2 separate regions of the Mus musculus genome follow, and region 2 is linked to region 1. Evidence: chromatin contacts called from public HiCAR-type data. All regions are on one chromosome and are shown on one strand. Each heading gives the region's core, a stretch centred on a gene start, on an enhancer-like site or on the middle of the called end of the contact. The rest is flanking DNA. Distances are from core to core; before and after follow the strand shown. Region 1 holds the start of Pigg (phosphatidylinositol glycan anchor biosynthesis, class G). Region 2 holds the start of Zfp605 (zinc finger protein 605).

Evidence for each region. HiCAR-type assays count read pairs that join an accessible place to other places.
Region 2: a HiCAR-type map of astrocytes shows a contact between it and region 1, with 7 times the contacts expected there. The contact joins the promoter of Zfp605 here to the promoter of Pigg in region 1. A contact is called at or near these places in 1 of 39 promoter capture datasets (hippocampal neurons) and 1 of 115 datasets of contacts at active chromatin or transcription factors (astrocytes).

Annotation. Positions count from the first base shown.
Region 1 is chr5:108,309,304-108,316,044 of GRCm38.p6, forward strand. Pigg (phosphatidylinositol glycan anchor biosynthesis, class G) reads left to right here and starts at 3,510. Exons shown (of 13, transcript NM_001310689.2): 1 at 3,510-3,775; 2 at 4,656-4,861. The coding sequence starts at 3,622.
Region 2 is chr5:110,105,721-110,112,825 of GRCm38.p6, forward strand. Zfp605 (zinc finger protein 605) reads left to right here and starts at 4,372. Exons shown (of 5, transcript NM_001163996.1): 1 at 4,372-4,597; 2 at 6,177-6,346. The coding sequence starts at 6,332. It overlaps Plcxd1 (phosphatidylinositol-specific phospholipase C, X domain containing 1), which reads left to right. Exons shown (of 8, transcript NM_207279.2): 8 at 1-233. Gtpbp6 (GTP binding protein 6 (putative)) reads right to left here and starts at 2,477. Exons shown (of 10, transcript NM_145147.5): 1 at 2,136-2,477; 2 at 1,340-1,477; 3 at 1,150-1,220; 4 at 933-1,063; 5 at 546-616. The coding sequence starts at 2,451.

The sequences.
Region 1 (6,741 bases), core at 2,260-4,759:
TCGGCTAGATGGTGTTGGTTTTGAAAGCATGAAGAAGTCATGAAGAGCAGCTGAGGTTTAGTACTGTGTGGCAGGGCTGAAGGTCCTGAAGAGAGGCCATTGTGGAGGGGGATTCTCAGTTGCAGTGGCTAGTCCAGCATATAAGAGATACCAGCCAAGTGGTAGTGGCAAATGCCTTTAATCCCAGCATTCAAGAGGCGGAGACAGGTGAATCACGGTGAGTTTGAGGACAGCCTGGTCTACAAAGTCAACTGCAGGACAGTTAGGACACAGTGAAACCCTGTCTTAAAAACCCAAGAAGGGGGAGTGTGGGTCAAATGGATTGTGCCACCAGACAGAAGGACTGATAAAGTTGAGCAAGCCCAAACCCCATGAAACTCAGAATTGAGTACTGCAGGCATGGGATGAGATCCCTGCTAAAACCTGCTCTAGAACGAGTAACCCCACTGAGAATGCATCAATCAGTCAAGTAAGGAAAACACCTGAAGCTCTCCCCGTGCTAATAGAGCATCACTACCACTTCAAGCTGAGCCAATGGTAAGCATCTTCCCCTGGATCCCACCCTACTCCTCAATGTTTATAAAGTCCCTATACACATTAAGTAAAGGGCATAAGTTATTTCACTAAGAACAGTCTGAGTGGCTGTTTTACTGTATTGTAACACTCTGGGGAAGAATTTTCCTTCCTGAAGAGACCATCGCTGAACCTTAGGCCTGCTTGGCAGGCTGGGCTCACACCCTTGTTGGCCCTGTAGCTACTGCTGCCCTTGCCACTGGCATTAGCAGGTGAGACCTGGGATCCAGAGTTCCTGCCCTGTGCGGGCTTCCCTTCTGAGAGCTGTTTCCAGATGGACCAGAGAACCATAGAATCCCTGGTTCAGGGAAGGATGATGGAGGTGAGAGAGAGAGATAAGAGACAGACAGACAGACAGACACATACACACACACACACACAAACACACACACACACACACACAGAGAGAGAGAGAGAGAGAGAGAGAGAGAGAGAGAGAGAGAGAGAGAGAGCAGAGCCAGCCTGAGTCTGCCATACATGCTGTGTGCTATGAATGGCAGAACTAGAGAAATGGAGCCTTTTGGAGCTCAGAAGAGTATGAAGTCAAGTTTTTGAGTTGTACTTTCGGACTTAGGGTTTCTTCTCATTTTATTATGACTGTTTCCTGATTCTTTCCTCTTGGAGTAAGAAAGTATATAACTTAATTTTGATTTTACAGGAGTGCACAGTTGAGAGACTTTGAATATATTTTAAGAGATGGAACGTTAAAACTGCATGAGTTTGGGACTGGAGAGATGGCTGTAGTTAAGAGCACTGATTGCTCTTCCAGAGGTCCTGAGTTCAATTCCCAGCAACCACATGGTGGCTCACAACTGATACCCTCTTCTGATCTGTCTGAAGAGAGTGACAGTGCATTCACATACATAAAATAAATCTTAAAAATAAATAAAACCCCTGAGTTTTAAAGTTACTTATGTCATATATTATTAGTATTATATGAGATCTTAGGGATAAAAAAAATAAAGGAACAGAGTTGAATAATTTATTTGCATACCAAGTTGTCAAGGGTCAATTATCCTGGTTGGGCTTTGTTTTTGTTTTTTCCTCAACTTGACACAAGCTAGAGTCAAGGATCTGAGAAGAGGATAGTGGACTAAACCTCTGAATGTAAGGCAACCCCAATTAAATGTTTTCCTTTTATAAGAGTTGTGGTCATGGTGTCTCTTCACAGCAATAGAACATTGACTAAGACAAACTGTGACCCAGGATATTTAAGCCAAATAAGCCTTTTGCTCCCAAAGATGTTTTGGTCATGGTGTTTTATAACAGCAATAGAAACCCTAAGACAACATGTAACACTTCAAACTATATAGTCTGAAGTTTTAATTGGTTAATCATTCTTGTAGGAAGTTAAGTGTAAGGTGGTATTCTTTCAGGAACTTTTGTTCATAGAAGTTCATGTTTATGTGAAATGAGGAATAATGTACACACTGCAGTTGGTAGTCTAGCGGGACAATAGAGTTCGTGTCTTCTGTGTTTTGTTTTGTTTTTCTCTTCTGCTTAGTTGTTCTGTCCATTATCAACACTAGGATATTAAAGTGTCTAAACAGTGTTCTTCTATTTCCTATTTCTACGTTCATTTGTCAGGACTTGCTACATGTACTTTACTGATATTTTATGTGCACATGCATGTATATTCCTGTGGTACTGTCTTACTGATATTTTGATTTAATAAGACAGTGTGGTATTGTCATAAAAACACCTAATTAATAAACTATGTCATTAACTAATCACTGATAAATTCAAAGGCTACACACACACACACACAATTTATTTGTTTGTTTATTTTTATTCCCTTCCCCCCTCCCCCAGACAGGGTTTCTCTATGTAGCTGCTGTCCTGGAACTTGCCTGGAAGTCACAGAGATCCATGACATAATATTTTTAACACCACTCATGTTGGGTAAACATGCAGAAGAATGGAACTGGACCCTTCCTTTATACATACAGAAATATCAAGTAAAAATGGGTTAACCACTAAAATTTAATATCTGAAGCTATAAAACTCCTATAAGAAAAAGGTGAGAAGAAACTTCACCAAAACTGATGCTTTTTTTCCCCCTTAAACATATAACACCAAATTCACAGAGAATTACCACCAAAAAAAAAAAAAAGTACGTGTGATTATGGTAAACTGAAAAAAAAAAAACATGAACTAGATGAAAATTTAGCTTACAAATCAAATATAAAGGTTGCTATCCAAGATATTAAGGAATTCATACAACTTAACAGCAGCAAAACCTCTATCTTGTTCTTGGCTTCCTAGAAAAACAGAGTTCGTGAGAAGGGGTTTGGGTCTTTTGACTTACAGAAGCAAGGTCCGCAAGGAGAATGAGTGTGCACAAAGGAAGACAAGGCTGGGGTGGACTCTGTTCAAAGACCGGCTTCTGTCTCATTGCATGAGCCCGGGAAAATTCCCGCATCTAGAGCGGAAAGACCTTGCCTACCAAACACGTGGCCCCCTACGGTTTAGAGGTTCCTTCCAGAGGACAGCTTTCCAAAGAAGGGGAGCACACTCACTGATTGCCAATCGCATCAGGATCGCTTAATCTGCAGGCTTGCCCCAGACCCGAGTCTGTCAGAGTCGTCCTGTCAGAAAACTGGGGCCATAACACCAGGAGGAAGTGAGTAGGACTAATAATACACCAGAAACACCAGCAGCTAAATACTGCACCGACACTGGGCAGCGCTAGATGCGCCTGGCTCAAGGCGCACAAACTTGGAATCCTGAGATGGCGGGGCAGGTGCGGGGACTCTCGGTGGCACCGGAAGCGAGGCTCCCGAATGGATCAGCCGGGGATTCCGTGGACCTTTGGGTTCGGGAGGAGGCAGGGACTCCCGGGAGAATCACCCCGGGGCCGGTCCGCGGGGAACGTCGTCAGGGAGCGACCGCGGGCACTCGCCACTCTGACGTACTTCCTGTGCGCTGGGGCTGGCGAGGCAGGCTGGGAGGGAGCTCTTGACAGTCCGGGTGTGGGCTCTGGGTGCGGGTTTGCAACGCCCGCTGTTACACTAAGTTTCGGGCCGACCGGCCCAGCGGCAGGGCAGAATGCGGCTGGGCTCCGGGGCCTTCGCTGCCAGCTGCGTAGCGATTGAGGTGATCGGGGTCGCGATATTTATTCGGGGATTCTTCCCAGCTCCTGTTCGTTCCTCTGCTAGACCAGAGCACGATGCAGAGACCCCAGCGCCCGAACCCGTAGCAGGTATAGCCCCCCGCCCCCATCTCGGTGGTTCCCGCTTTCATTCTGCCCCACCACGGAAACAATTTGTATTGTTTTAGTGTTGTTTGTGTATCATACACCTTCGAGGCATTCGCAGCCTCCCGCCCCATGTCGACCTATGTGATAATCAGAGGATTCCCAGAGTAACTCCGACTTTGCGTCTTGTTTGCCGCTGTTCAGTGATTCGTACCCCTTTTCCTAATAATCCTTTCAATCACTACCAATTTAGGTTTCCAGTTTTGGACCCATAGGGCATAACAGGTGATGTTTCTTCAGATCTCCTCCAGTTTTCTACAACTCTCCCCCAGAAGACCTCCCGGCCCTCAGTGCTTAGGGCCTCTCTGCATTAGCACCCTAGTAGCCTCACCAACACAGAAATAAACACCTGATACCCACTCCGCTGCAGTGAAACAGGTCCATATAATCACAGCCACTGGACATGTAAACCCATAGGTTCACTGCCTGCAAGACTAGGCTTTAGGGCAAGCTCAGGGAGGCACAGTTTCCAACTGTATGTCTCTTAGGTAGAAGTGGCCCTGTCCTGGACTCTTCACCTTGCTAAGAGTAGTGCACTACACATTCCTGGGATACCTACTCATTGTTAACATACTGTCCAGCCTAGCCAGGAGATGCCCTTCTTGGTAGTCACCTGCAGGCTGGTTACAACCCTTGAAGGAACCTTCACAGTTGTCTTGTTTGGTTTCTTAGAAAATTAACACAACACTGGCTACCCAAAATGGGCCTTCTTTCAGGTTGAAATAGATTTGATGTGTGCTAGAAGAACAAAGGAAAAAGACATTGAAGGCAATGGAGTGCTGAATGGAGTTTAAAATTTAATTTCCCCTTTTCTAAATACTTTTAGGAGTCCGTTCGAACTGGACCAAGCTGCCACCACCTCTCTTCAGTAAAGTGGTTATTGTGTTGATAGATGCATTAAGAGATGATTTTGTGTTTGGGTCGAAAGGTGTGAAGTATATGCCCTACACAACGTATCTGGTAGAAAAAGGAGCATCTCATAGCTTTGTGGCTGAGGCAAAGCCACCCACAGTTACTATGCCTCGAATCAAGGTAAATTTAACTTGGTTAAATTTTATGAATCATGACTTGGCTCTTTTGAAGGTTTAGAGCGATTATTTAACCGACTTGGAGACCCTGTTTTAATAACATGGGAAATATTTCAGTGTTGTCAGTGTTGCTGGGCAGTGGGGTGCTGAGGAAATCCCATAATAAGGTAATCTTTTTACCCCTTGTTAAGTAGCTGAAGTTCATCCCTCATGGAAAGGGGGAGGGATTTAGAACCAGATTTTCCAGGCCACCGTAGTCCAGGAGGTATCCTCCTTTGTGGTGGCCTATTGTGTTCCTTAGTCGTCAGGCTTGAGGGAGCCTTTGGGCATATTCAGCCTAGTTCATTAACTGTATATACAAGAAGACAAACTCGGTCAAGTTAAATTATTTGTCAGAATTATACAAAATGATCAAAGAACTATGAACTGGTCTGAAGAGCTGTTACTTCTACTACATAATTTGTTGTTCAGTCTGATGAGGGCACTTCTGAAGTGCATTGTGCTTTACCTAAGAATTGTGGCGGGGGTGGGGGGTGGGGAGGCTGGAGAAATGGCTCAGAGGTTAAGAACACTGACTGCTCTTTCAGAGGTCCTGAGTTCAATTCCCAGCAACCACATGGTGGCTCATGACCATCTGCAATGGGATATGATGCCCAGTTCTGGTGTGTCTGAAGACAGCTACAGTGTACTCATATAAATAAAATAAAATTAAAAAAGAAGAGGAGGAGGAGGAAGTACTTAGCAACTACTAGGTGTTGATACTCTAATGAATATACATTTGGGGGAAACTGATTTCATGTGGCTTGTCGTCTCTATGGATGTACAAAGGCATTGGACAAACAAGCATTCAAAGAAACATGTAGTTACATTGCAATGAGTGCCTGAGGAAAGAGCAGTGTACAGTTCTGCTGGAGAGATAGGAGTGCAGCTGAGGTCATGGAGCCTGAAAAGCCTGTTTGAAGAAATTACACTCAAAAAGCCACTATTAGGAGGAGTAGGAGAGTGTTGGCAGAAAGGACCAGAAGTGTCTGAAAATCTGCGGCTGCGTTAAATAAAACATTTATTTCATTTTATGTGTATGAGTGTTTTGCCTGCATGCATGTAGGTGCACCACAGAAGGCAGAAAAGAGTATTACATCCATTGAGACTGGAGTTACAGGAGATTGTGAGCTGTCATGAACTGAACCCAGGCTGTCTGCAAGAGTGTCAAGTGCTCTTAACTATTGAGCAGTCTTTCAAGGCCCTAAAGATTTTCTTTTCTTTTCTTTTCTTTTCTTTTCTTTTCTTTTCTTTTCTTTTCTTTTCTTTTCTTTTCTTTTCTTTTCCTTTCTTCTCTTCTCTTCTCTTCTCTTCTCTTTTCTTTCTTTCTTTCTTTCTTTCTTTCTTTCTTTCTTTCTTTCTTTCTTAAGATTCATTTATTTATTTTATTTATTTAATGTACTCACCATTGCTCTCTTCAGACACACCAGAAGAGGGCATCAGACCCCATTGCAGATGGTCATGAGCCACCATGTGGTTGCTGGGAATTGAACTTAGAACCTCTGAAAGTTTTGTCAGTGCTCTTAACCACTGAGCCATCTCTCCAGCCCCTTTTCAAATTCTTTTATTGTATTTTTTTTTCAAATTCTTTTATTTTTAAACCAGTCTTCCAATGGGCTTCTCTGGTCTAGTGTAGTTCAGGGCCAGACCATGATTGGCAAAAGTTCGATTGAGCCTGTCACCCATTAAGGAATCTACCCAAGGCTCATTTGTGCTGGGACATTTGACTGTCTAGGTAGTTTTCAAGTCTGATCCGCCTTTCGCTGTTTAATCAGGAACTCCACCTCAGCCAGAAGAACTAGTAGTTTTGGTTACTTCTGAGTCTCTCTAGAGTCCCAGAAATAC
Region 2 (7,105 bases), core at 3,122-5,621, 1.8 Mb after region 1:
CCTGTGCTGCTCTTCTCCAAGATGCCAATAACCCAAAAGGCTGAACCTGTCTTCCTGAGATATTCCTGGGATAGCTGACAATCTGTCGAATTGGCGACCTAATGCTAGCAGCTCTAGCAGACTAAGTGCTAACAACTTGGCAACAAAGCATCAAGAAGTCTGGGTGGCAGGGAAATGGGCTTTCCCCCTTTATAAGCACAGACTCTTAGTAAACATTGGGCCATGATCAGAAATTTGTCTTGGTCTCGTTTCTTCTTTCGTTTCCTCCCTTACAGCTCCAACCTCCCACTCAGGAACCCAGTTTGTGTGGCTGCGACGGGTACACAATGAACTCCGGGATCAGGAGAGGTCATGAAGTGAGCACAAGGGGGCCATGTAAAGGTCAGGGGTCATGTGAACTCTCCATACCTTGCAGTCCCTCCTGCTGTGATCCCAGGGCTCAGTCATTACATTAGACCCCAGTCACAGCCCCGCATCACAGGCCTGTGTTCCCCTCCATGTCCCCCTTCTCCCCAATATCCCCTCTACACACCTCTGGCCCTTACCTGACCCCATGATGTACCGGGAGCCCCAGCCTTGCTGGTCTTGCTGCCCAGAGTCGGTATTCACAGAGGACCTGGAGGGAGGCAGGTAGGTAGCGCATGAGGGGAGGGGAGGACACAGGGAGCACCCCTGTCACAGCGTCCAAGGATATGTGCAGAGGACATGCGGGGAGGAACTGCGGAGAGCACCACCTGCCACCTGTTGCAGCATCTACAGTCACGCGAGAGGATACGCAAGGAGGACATGTAGGGAGGACATACGGAGAGTACCCAAGGACATGTGAAGAGAACATGTGGGGAGCACTACATGCTGCATCACCCACAGACTCCCTGAGAGGGCAGGTGGTAAAAACACGAGGGGAGGACATGCGGGGAACATCACCCGCGAACCTGAGGAGCGGGATCTCTGCCAGCGCCAGCTGCATCCGGGCCTCCCTCGTGCGTGCGTTACAACGGAAGATATGCAGAACTAGGGTGAATCTGTCGAACACACGCAAACCCCAAGCGGACTCCAGCTCCTTCTGAGGAGATGGGGGCCACGCAGGGATCAGTCAGGGGTCACATGGTGTCATGGGTCATGTGAGGATCAGGGGGGACACAAGGGAACCTTGGTCGGTGGCGCCATCCTCTCCACGTTCAGGAACACGGACGTGATGTCCTGGCATCCCTTGATCTTTTCTGGAGCACAGGGAGTGGCCCGTCATGGGGTTAGGAGGAGGACGGGAGGCAGTCTGACCCATCCTACACCAGCGCAGGTGAGGCGCATGCCCAGCGGCCAAAGGTGAGGTACCGCTCACCTGTCACGTCCTGAAAGTTGCCCTTGCCGAACACCAGCCTGCTGCCAGGCGCTGCGCTGGGCACCACCAGGGTACTCGCGACCGACCATCCTGGAAGTGCGCGCACCAGGGCGGCCGCCTCTGCCACCTGCCACTCCGCTGTGAGGACACAAGGGTCCATCCAGTCAAGGGCCGAGCGGGAAGACCTCGGACCACGGCGGTGGACAGGGTTAGCTCTGGGATGAAACCGCGCCCGCGCAGAGTCCGCATCCCCCGCCCACACCATGTCCCCACCCTGCAGCTCACATCACAACCCTAAGAAGCTCGCCAGGCCATGATCCAAAGCTCTACCAGGGAAAGGCAGAACCTCTAGGACTCGCCCCCAGCGCCCAATGTTCCCCCCCCCCAGACTCCGCCTACAAATTTAGGATAGTCCCGCCCCAAGGTCCCACCCGGAGCACGCGCAGCCTCACCCATCGGGCAGGCCCAGGTACCATCACATGCTCAGCCAGATCACGCCCCCAGCACGCAAGCTCGCCAGACTCCGACTCCACCAGGAGAGCAGCCACGAACCCAGCACATCCCAGACTATCCACACTCTCTACCGTACGCCCGATGTCCATCATAGTACCCTGCCCCCAGTGCTCCTCCCTCGGCTTCTCCTTCCTTTCTCGTGACTCCGCCCCTTCCAGAACTAGGCGTCACCGCCGCCCCAATTCCCCGTGGCCTTCCTGTATAGCACTAGTAAGTTTCGGCCTTCAGGTCCTCGCCCCTTCCGGCTTCCCTGCTCAATCCCCACTCTCGCCCTACCCGATACCTGTGCTTCGAGGCTTTTTTCCGGCCGGGCGTTTGACGTCAGGATGCAGGACGCAAACGCGCTGTGTATCCAAGGGCAGGAGGGGTGGGGCGCGGAGCAGCTCATCCTCCTCTTCCTCTTCGTCCTCACGGGGGTCCTCCTCGCCCCCACCACGGACGGGACCGCCCCCCGCCCACGCGCTCCCCCAGACCCGGCTCCCGGCGTGGACAGTGCGGACGGGACTTGGCAGGGTCACCGCGGGGCTCCGAACGAGTTGTACGCGGCGCACACGCGGGAGCCAGAACCCCGGGAGCACGGCGGCGCGCAGAAAAAGCATGGCGCGTGCGCGCGCAGCGAGAGACTGCGGGGGCGGGGGAGGGAGAGCAGGGAGGGACGGGAAGAACAACAGGGCGCATGTGCGTGCCGCGAAGGGTGGCTCTGGGAGGATCGAGAGCAGATCGCTTACCCGCAGCGAAAAACTTGGATAGGGGCGGGGTCAGGGAGAAAGGACAGCAAGGCGCATGCGGCGAGGGGCGGGGCCGAAAGGACAATGCCTCTAAAACAAAACAAATAAAAATAAGCCTAGTGGTGGAAGATCTGAATAGAGTTAGTGTAGGCACAGCAATTTCAAAAGGAACAACACAGGACTCAATAGAACTCAGGGTTTGGCCTATGACAACTTTTATGAAGACAATAAAGTTAGGTATAAAGGACATAGGCTATTGAAATAATCTAGCACTGAATGTTAAAATAGAATTCAAATAAGTTATAAAATGTGTTAGCTTTTATGCTTAGTTATAAGAAATTACAAATATTCATGTTTCTGTTGAAACTTACTTGGGCCACAGGAAACTCTCCTCAACACAGAGGAAGATGGAGTCACAGATGGTAGGCTAGAGGATGTTCAGTACCAAGAACTAGAAGGAACTAAATGGAATATATCTGTGACCTGGGATAGCTGCGCGCTCTCTCTCTCTCTCTCTCTCTCTCTCTCTCTCTCTCCTGTGTATCTTTTTTTCAAGTCATTTATATATTTTCTGGAGTGGAGTTGTGGGGACATATTCATATAAAGTAGGAACAAATCAAGCCTTGGGATGTGTGCTGCTGACAATCCATTTAGCTTACTTGCCTGAAGCAGGGAACTAGGGGATACAAAACAAACAAACAAAACAAAACAAAACCCAAGCTGGAGATGTCTCTCAGACTAGTAAAGAGACTGGCTGCTCCACTGAACATAGTCATGATTAAAATAGTTCAAGATGTCACAGCACTGGTTGCTTCTCCAGAGGACTGGGGTTCAGTTCCTAGCACTCACATATTTGGCTCTTCATGAGTATCTTCCTGGATGCAGACAGTAGTGCTGAAATGTCTAATTTGGGTATAGAAGCCAAGAACATCAAGAGATATTTAAAAGTTAATGAATTCTTCCTTTAAATTATCTGCTTTGGGTGACAGAAAGATGGCTCAGGGGTGCGTTTCCAGAGGACACAAGTTTAATTCCCACCACCCACATAAGAGCTCACAACAGTCTTAGGAGGATCAACACCCTCCTGGCCTCTGTAAGCATGCACACAGTGCACAAGCATATAAGGCACAACACTAATATACATGAAATAAACAAATACATTTTAAAATAAAAAAGAGTTTTAAGAAATAAAATAGGACTGGAGAGATGACTCAGTGGTTAAGAGCACTGTCTGCTCTTCCAGAGGTCCTGAGTTCAAATCCCAGCAACCACATGGTGGCTCACAACCATTTGTAATGTGATCTGATGCCCTCTTCTGGTGTGTCTAAAGACAGCGACAAGTGTACTCACATACATAAAATAAATGCATCTTTAAAAGAAGAAGAAGAGGAAGAAGAAGAAGAAGAAGAAGAAGAAGGAGGAGGAGAAGGAGAAGGAGAAGGAGAAGGAGAAGGAGAAGGAGAAGAAGAAGAAGAAGAAGAAGAAGAAGAAGAAGAAGAAGAAGAAGAAGAAGAAGTAGTAGTAGTAGTAGTAGTAGTAGTAGTAAAATGCTTCAGGCCAGTGAGACAATACAACGGTAAGGGCCGAAGAAGAAGAAGTAGTAGTAGTAGTAAAATACTTCAGGCCAGTGAGACAATACAACGGTAAGGGCCCTTGCTGATGACATCGTCTTAAGGGAACATGAAGGCTGGGGGTGGGGGGTGGAGGGGTGGGTCCGGAAGTGAAGCCCATCCTTCAGTCCCAGGCACATTTGCCCCAGTGGATCTCTGGGAAATGTAGTTCTACATCGACACTTCCTCTACTGGGCCACACCGACTCTGCAGCTGTTAGGTCTGCAGTAAGCCCTAGTGAAGCTAGTGACAGATGACGTGATCCTGTAGAGAGCTAAGTCTGTATCCAATCTGGTCTTTGGCAAACTCAAAGAGCGTTTAGGCTCTGCCTGGAGCAGGTGCGGAGCCATTGGAGAGGGGAATTGCGCATGCGCAGAATGGCGGTCCCGGTTTTGGTAAGGATTAAGGTGAGGCGGGCCCTGAGCACTCTTGAGGGATTGTGTCCAACAGCCTGGTAGGAGGTTGGGGCAAGAAGAGGTGGCTGAAGGAGGGAGTGCAGGAGGAGGGTGGGAGAAGGTGACGGTGCCATTACTGATGCTGCACCCTGTCAGGGACAATAAGGCACGCGGATTAGATGATGGAACATCCGAACACAGAACATTCTGGCCTGTGAGAACAGGTGTCAATGCCAGGTAAATGAAGAACTAGTGGGATTCCCCAGACAAGTCTTGTGGGGCGGGAAGGGGTTGCTTTGTATGTTTGTAAACCAGTGAGTCCCGGACGGCATGTATGTGTGCTCTTTTTGTTGGTGAAGACAGTAATCATCAGTCATTCGGGTGCCATAAGGACCCTGTCTTCCTGAGAAACAGCAGAAATGATTAAATCTTTCACCTTTTGGATTCTAGGAGAGGCTCACTGTCAAGACTTATCGTCTAAGTACAATAGTGCTTAGATCTGACTGTACTTTGTTAGCAATGGCAAACCTGAAAGTGGCCCTCTCCATTTTTATGCTTGCCTCAGAAACCCACCTATCAGTCCCAATAAAAATGTTTTTAAACAAACTGGTTAAGTTTCTTTTCTTCCTTCAGTTTCTTGACTCTTGTGCTGTATACAAACTCCCCCTAAGCAGAGAGATATTCCTATTTACTTTCCATCACATACTTTTTTTAAGAAAAGATTTACTTATTTTTATGTATATGAGTACACTGTGGCTGTACAGATGGTTGTGAGCCTTCATGTGGTTGCTGGGAATTGAACTCGGGACCTCTGCTTGCTCTGGCCCCACTTGCTCTGGCCCAAAGATTGATTTATTTTATTATATTTAAGAACACTGTAGATGTCTTCAGACACACCAGAAGAGGGCATCAGATCTCATTACAGATGGTTGTGAGCCATCATGTGGTTGCTGGGATTTGAACTTAGGACCTCTGGAAGAGCAATCAGTGCTCTTAACCACTGAGCCATCTCTCCAGCCCTCCATCACATTCTTTAATCACACCTGGCTATACCTAGTTTTGTTTTTTTTTAACATGTTGATTTTTTTTTAATTTTAGATTTATTTATTTATTTTATGTATATGAGTACACTGCAGCTATCTTCAGACACACCAGAAGAAGGAATCAGATCTCATTACAGATGGTTGTGAACCACCATGTGTTTGCTGGGAATTGAACTCAGGACCTCTAGAAGAGCAGTCAGTGCTCTTAACCTTTAAGCCATCTCTCCTGCCCTACCTAGTTCTTTATACAAGTTTTAGTTCTCTTACAAAAAAAAAAAAAATCTAAGCTGGTGGTGGTGCATGCTTTTAACCCCTGCTTTTGGGAGGCAGAGTCAAGCAGATCTCTGAGTTTGTGGCCAGCCTGGTCTTCAAAGTGAGTTGCAGGACAGCCAGGAAAACCACACTCCAACTTCTTTCATACCCCAGTATTTGTGACATCTAGCCTGAGGCTTTAAATTATCTGCTTTCCCATCAAGAGAAAACCAAGATTTGCTTAACCAGTTTTGCTTAATGATATATACTAACATAACATATCTGTTTCTCCACAGGCCACGTCTCTCAGGAGTGAAACAGTTCCTGTGAAACAAACAAGAGGTGGACTCAAGTGTGAGAACATGTTCTTAGGTTCCACATATCATATCGCTCTCTGGAATCAGGACAGAAAAAAGTCATGACATCTTGAGTTCCTTAAATATAGCGGAAGATGACAGAATCAAGGGTGAGTTGTTTGCTTATATCCTACCACATGGGTTTTTTCTACTCTGCTTAGAGGTATGAGATTTACATGAATCTGCAACAAGAAAGGTCTTAAGTTTAGACTCTGAATAGATTTGAATTATAATAAGAGAAAATACAAAACTTTCTAATAGCTATTGAAATGGATGGTCTAGGGAACAAATTCCCAAATAGCCACCCTGCGATTACTATATTTCTTGAGACTGGTTTGTATAGAATTCCTTGATATAAGTTTCAAACATGAATGTAAAGAATTTGGACCACTATTTTAGAAACTAAGACAGGAGTCTTTTTTTTTTTTTTTTTACTTTTATTTATTTTATGTATATGTGTACACTGTAGCTGTCTTCAGACACACCAGAAGAGGGCATCGGATCCCATTACAGATGGTTGTGAGCCACCATGTGGTTGCTGGGAATTGAACTCAGGACCTCTGGAAGAGCAGTCAGTGCTCTTAACCACTGAGCCATCTCACCAGCCCGGCAGGAGTCTTAAATACACATTAGTTTAGATTATGGTTTTAGGAATGAGAAGTCAGTCATGTAGCAGGGTGGTCATTATAGCCCTTCACCTAATACTCATAAATAGATGGGCTGACCAAGATGAGCTTTAGGTGCCAAGTGGTTAGTTAAAGTTAAAGCAATAAACCGCAAAGAACAATGCATTGGTCTTGTATCACTTTTGCAATGGGATAAAGAAGAACCCAAAACCCAAGAAGTACCTCCCAACCTCCCTTGAAAAT